2 separate regions of the Macaca mulatta genome follow, and region 2 is linked to region 1. A link is a contact called in public Hi-C data. All regions are on one chromosome and are shown on one strand. The core of a region is the stretch at or near the end of the contact, and the rest is flanking DNA. Distances in the headings are between cores, read along the strand shown.

Region 1 (2,844 bases), core at 187-2,686:
GAGACAGGGTGGAGGAGAGTCCCTGAGGGACAGGGGAGCTAGGTGGGGGTCAAGACCCCTGCCCACCATTCAACCCCCCTCCCTCCAAGAGGCTCCTGGCCAACTTCCCCTGTCCTAGATTTGGGGGTCCACATTTCCCACCACCACCCCTGCATCCCCTGTCCCCGCCTTACCTTTTCATGACCCTGTTCTGTTGGGGGGATGGTGGGGGGGCCAGGACCGGAACCCGGTGTCCAGTGACCCCAAGATTCCGAGGAGGGCTCAGAGAGCCGATGTCGGGGGGCAGGCCCCGGGGCGGCAGCAGTGGTGGTGGCGGCAGCAGCGGCAGCCCAGACCTCCTGTCTGTCCCTGGCTCCGTCTCTCCTTCCTCTTCCTTGGTCCTGTCCTGCCCTGTCTCTCCCCCAAGGTTGCGGCCACCTGGACTAGGCGAGGACGTGGCTACACATGTTGCTCTGGAAGTTGGGCCCCGGACATTGCGGAGGCTGTCGGGGTGTCCTCTTGCTGCCCCGACCCCGTGGGGATCCCCCCTCCGCCCACCCGGGGTGCCCCCCTCTGCCGCTTCAGCCCCGGCTCCTCCCCCCTTTCCATGTGTCCAGTCCCGCCTCTCCCTGGCTCACTCGCACCCCCGCTTTGTGCCCTCAGCCCCCCCACCCCCCCTTCCAGCGTCTGTGTCTGTCTGTCTGTCTGGGTCACCTCTGAAGCTGGTGGCTAGTGTGTGTGTGTGTGTGAGGAGCGGGAGATTGCCTGCTTAGGGAACTGCTTTTCCCTTCCTCGCTTGGCCACCTCCAGACCCCCCCAGATACCCCCACTCTCAAACACAGGCAGAAACACACACACGCACACATGCACGACCTCACTTCCCTGGGATTCCCCAACACCCCCAGAGCTTGAGGAGGGACACACACAGACACACACACACAGAGTGGGGGGTCTAATGGGGGCCAGGCTGCCACTGCCAATAGGGGCTGTTTGGACAGACAGGAGGACACAGGCAGCCGGGGACGCCCAGACGCCTGGCCGGACGCAGGCAGGAGGCACAGAACCCAGGTACACACCATCCATCTGGCTTTGGGGGGGCCGGGGGGAAGGAGTGGGGGCCCCATGACACCCAGGCAGGCGGCTCAGGGTCGGTATAGACAGACAGACCCCTCCCTCCCTCCACCGCCGCAGCGCTTACAGACACACCCCCCCTCCACCAGCCAGCCTCAGACACCCGGACATACAGATCCTCACCGGGCAGATGGCAGACGCTCAAGAGACCCCTGGGGGCCAGGCGGACCCACCCAGGCGACACCCCCCAGCAGGGCACCGGTGGCCGAGGGAGGCTGCGGGAGGCTGCGGGCGAGGGTGGCGGCGGCGGCCGCTGCTTGGAGGAGCCGGAGCGGGAGGGACTCACACACTTGCTGTGTTCTCGCACACACACACTCACTCGGGATGCGATTAACATTCAGTCCCCGTCCGCCACTGCCGGGAGACCCACAGCCCCCCCTCCTGGCCTCCCTGGGGACCCCTCCTCCTGCTAGGCTTGGGGAGGGGGCCGCCCCCCACCCCGGCTACCAGCCTCTGCCTTCCTCCTGGGACAGGGGAGTGAGGGGCTGAAAATAAAACGGAAGGAAGAAGTCGGGTTGGGGACTGAGCAGGGACTCAGAACCCGGTATGGAGACATCAGCTTCAGAGCTAGACTTCAGGTCTGGGGGTTGTTGCCTTCTGCCCCATCCCTGCCTTGAGGCTCTGGAAACAGGAGGCCTTTCCCTGACTTCAGTGTTCGCCATACTAAGACCCAATCTGTGGCTTTTATTGCCCCACAAGGCCAGGCCTGCAAACCAGGTCTCCGCCGTGGACCCAGGAGTCCCGCCCCCCAGTCCCTTCTCCCTCAGACCCAGGAGTCCCCTCTCCACTGGGACCCAGGGATTTGGGGCCCGCCTCCAAGTCAGAGTCTCTTTCAAGGACTCTGTCATCCACTCTCCCCCAGTACAAGCCACCTTCAGGGACCCAAGACTCGTGGATGTCCCCCTTGGACCCAGTCCTTCCAACCCTCTGAAGAAACCAACATGCCTGCTCCCCTTCTTTTATTGAGGGACCCTGGCCTCCATCACCTGTGGGTACCCCATCATCCAGAAGGGAAGCAGCATCTGTCTCCTCGTAGACGCAGGAGTCCAGACCACAGGCTGTTCCCCGAGGGTCCCACACCCAGATGCCCACTATTCCCCTCCTAGGGGGCTGGGCCCGGCACTTTTATAAAGCCACCGGTGCGGCTCTAGGGTAGAGCATGGGGCAGGACCGCTGGGCCTCTGTGGGTGGAAGAGGGTGTGTGTGTGTGTGGGCAGGGCAGAAATTCTGGAGCAGGGAGGAAGCCAGGGCCAGGGGCTCCTGAGATAGTTTGGGTCAGAGTTTCAGCCTTGAGCTTCCTGGGTGGGGTTCCTGTTTCCTTCATCCTCAAGGTCTGGGAGAGCAGAGTGAGGTGCACATTCCTGAAAAAGAAGAGAATCAGGGCCTAAATGTGTGGGTCGTACAGGGAGAAAGAAACCGTAGATCTAGATTCTTAAGGTTAGGAAGCTTGAGCCATAAGATGGTGGGGGTGGGACCCTAAGTTCCAAAGAACAGCATCCTAGGAGGGAAAAGGGCTGCGGCCCTGGACTGCTGAGTCTCAGGGAGGAGGGGCTGGGGCCCTGGACTCCTGGGTCTGAGGGAGGAGGGGCTGGGGGTCTGGACTCCTGGGTCTGAGGGAGGAGGGGCTGGGGGTCTGGACTCCTGGGTCTGAGGGAGGAGGGGCTGGGGGCCTGGACTCTTGGGTCTGAGGGAGGAGGGGCTGGGGCCTGGACTCTTGGGTCTGAGGGCTGGGTG
Region 2 (2,844 bases), core at 115-2,614, 84 kb before region 1:
TCCGGTTCCGCTGCAAGGTCTTACTGCAGGAGCAGAGAGCAGGGTGGGGGATGGGGGGTCAATGCCTGGGCATTCCTGGCCTCAGTCAACCCCACGCCCCCCAGGTCACCCGCCCCAGCCCTCACCTGCCCTCATTGGCCTCCAGCCCCTCCACCTCGCTCATGGCTTCACTGAGCTCCTCCCGCAGGCGCTGAATCTCCACCAGCAGCTCCTGCTTCCGCCGCCGGATGTTCTCCAGCTCCATCCGCTCCTCCGGAGTCAGGTCTGGGGGTTCTAGGGGTCGGGGTCACGGTTTAAAAGTCAGTGCTGGGGACCATGAGCCTGAATTCCTGCAATCTGGGGGCGGACAGAGCTGGGAGAGGATGCATAAGGGCCTTCCATGTCTGCACAGAAGACTGCGCTGGGGGCCTGGATTCCTCCGTGCAGAGAAGGGCCGGGGCTCTAAACTCTTGAGTCCTGGGGGGAGGAGGGGACTTGGGGCCCGGATTCCAGAGTCTGAAGGAGAAGGGGAATAGGTGCCTGAGCTCTTAGGTGTGAGGGAAGAAAGGGTTGGGGGCCTGAGCTTCTAGGTCCATTACTTGGAAGGGGACTGAGGCCTTGGTTTTCTGACTCCATTACTGGCGAGGTAGCTGGGGACCTGGTTATCCGGACTCCTGGGTCCATGAACAGTCACTACGGCCGCGGGAGCTGATGACAGCTCGGGAGAGTTGGGAAGACGGGGCGGGACATCGAAGGCCCCCGCCCCCCAAGATTTCTCCCCTCCCCGCAACCCGAGCGCCCCTCCCCGGCCCCGGCAGACGCTGGGCTTGCCCGCCCCTCCAGCGGGAATGGTTCCGCCCCGGCCTCGCCTCCACCGCTCCATCCCGCCCCTCCCGCCGCCACCGGAAACAGGATCAGCCCAAACAATGGCCTGGAACGCCCCGCTTTCGGGCCCCGCCGGAAGCCCGTCCAGCGCCCCACAAAAGCGGCGCGACAAGTCTACTACTGGGCCGAAAGCTTCTGGGCTGCGCCCTCCAGGGGGAAACGTTCGCGGCGGAACGTTCAGGAGAAAACGCTCCAGCAGCTCCCAGCCGACCCCGCCCCTCCCCGACCTACCATAGACGCCGTCCTCCATGGCGGCTAGGAAGGCCCGCGGGGAGTCCGGGGCGGTCCCGCCGGTCGGGCCTGGATCCGCGTTGGCCCGCGGGCTCGGGTGAGCCCGCTCAAACGCCCCGGGAGCCACCGCCGCCTCCTCAGCGCCAGACCTCAGCGCTGAAAAGACTCTCCCTTGGTCGCCCAACCGCCCCTTCAGTAGGGACCGCCCCTCTTTTTGACACCGTCCAATCCACAGTGGGCGCTTTAGTCCTCCCCGCCCTCGCCACCAAAGGATCGTCTTCCAGGGCCAACAGTCGTACAAAAAGCTGATGTCGGTATGTCCGGCCAGAGGTAGACGGCCCGCGGGGCCAATCGAAGTGCAGGCAGGGCAGCAGGCCCCGCCTCCGAAACAACAGAAAGCACTTGACAGGCTTGCTCTCCAATGGGAAGCCCCAGAAAGGTGTTGCGCGGAGGCGGACCTACGCGGTACAGACATCTCTGCGCCTGCTCAAAGGCCCTGGACATTTGGAGACTAGGTAAACCGAACCCCGCCTCCAATAATCCGTTGCTAGGGGGCGGTACTTGGTTAATCTTGTTGCCAGGAGGCGGGGCTAGAACTGGCTTGTTTCCGTAAGCCACACCTCCTAGCAGGCCATGCTGGCTTCTGACTGCAGAGGTTGCCATGCAACCGGGAGCAGCCTTCGGCCTCCTTTTTATTTGCTTTTCTTCTCCGTGTATTTCCCCTCTCAGTCCCTTCTTACCTCCAAACCCTTTCCTTACGACCATCTATGCCCTCCCCACCCCCCTCAGCCTCTTCGGAGTCGTGGAGTGGTGAAACGAAAGACTTCTTCGGAAGGTTTTTTCTTTTTCTTTTTTTTTGAGACAGAGTCTTGCTCTGTCGCCCAAGCTGGAGTGCAGTTGCGCGATCTCGGTTCACTGCAACCTCCGCCTCCGGGTTCAAGCGATTCTCCTGCCTCAACCTCCCGAGTAGCTGGGATTACAGGCATGCACCATCACGCCCAGCTAATTTTTGTATTTTTAATGGAGACGGGGTTTCACCATGTTGGCCAGGCTGGTTTCAAATTCCTAACCTAAAGTGATTCACCCACCTTGACCTCCCAAAGTGTTGGGATTACAGGCGTGAGCCTTCGCGCCTGGCCAAGATTTACTCTTTTTTCTAAATGCTATGCTATCTGGTATCGGTCATGGAGAATGGAAGAGGGGAAGATCAAATTTCGTGAAAGCACAGGCTCAGCCTTCCTGGTACCTTCTGCCGCTCAGACTCCTCCCTCATTTCTCCAAACTTCTCCCCTTAGCTTAGCATCCTCCTAAGATTCCTCCCTTCCCCAAGCATCCTCCCGCTAAGACAACTCCCCTTTCCTCAGCGTCCTCCCACCTCTCTGATTCCTTCTCCCATCTCAGAAGCCTTTTCTTCCTCCCTGGCTCCCCTCACGTCCCCCCTTGTCCTCTCATACTATGGCCCTTCTTTTTTTTTTTTTTTTTTTTTTTTTTTTGAGACTGAATTTTGCTCTTTTGCCCAGCCTGGAGTGATCTGGCATGATCTCAGCCCACTGCAACCTCCTCCCCCAAAGGTTCAAGCGATTCTCCTGCCTCAGCCTCCCAAGTAGCTGGGATTACGGGCGCCCACCACTATGCCCGGCTAATTTTTGTATTTTTAGTAAAGACAGGGTTTCGCCATGTTGGCCAGGCTGGTCTCAAACTCCTGACCTCAGGTGATCCACCTGCCTCAGCCTCCCAAAATGCTAGGAT

What was found. Hi-C and Micro-C count contacts between places; a contact is called where the count stands out from the background.
Region 2: a contact with region 1 is called in a Hi-C map of fetal cortex germinal zone, with 2.0 times the contacts expected there. The contact joins the promoter of CYTH2 here to the promoter of GRIN2D in region 1. A contact is called at or near these places in 2 of 14 Hi-C or Micro-C datasets (cortical neurons and fetal cortex germinal zone).

What each region holds. Positions count from the first base shown.
Region 1 is chr19:60,846,024-60,848,867 of T2T-MMU8v2.0, reverse strand. GRIN2D (glutamate ionotropic receptor NMDA type subunit 2D) reads right to left here and starts at 1,436. Exons shown (of 14, transcript XM_015124463.3): 1 at 1,234-1,436; 2 at 174-452.
Region 2 is chr19:60,929,607-60,932,450 of T2T-MMU8v2.0, reverse strand. CYTH2 (cytohesin 2) reads right to left here and starts at 1,364. Exons shown (of 12, transcript NM_001260891.1): 1 at 1,096-1,364; 2 at 126-273; 3 at 1-23. The coding sequence starts at 1,114. It overlaps LOC106994812 (a long non-coding RNA gene), which reads left to right and starts at 881. Exons shown (of 2, transcript XR_013410045.1): 1 at 881-1,610.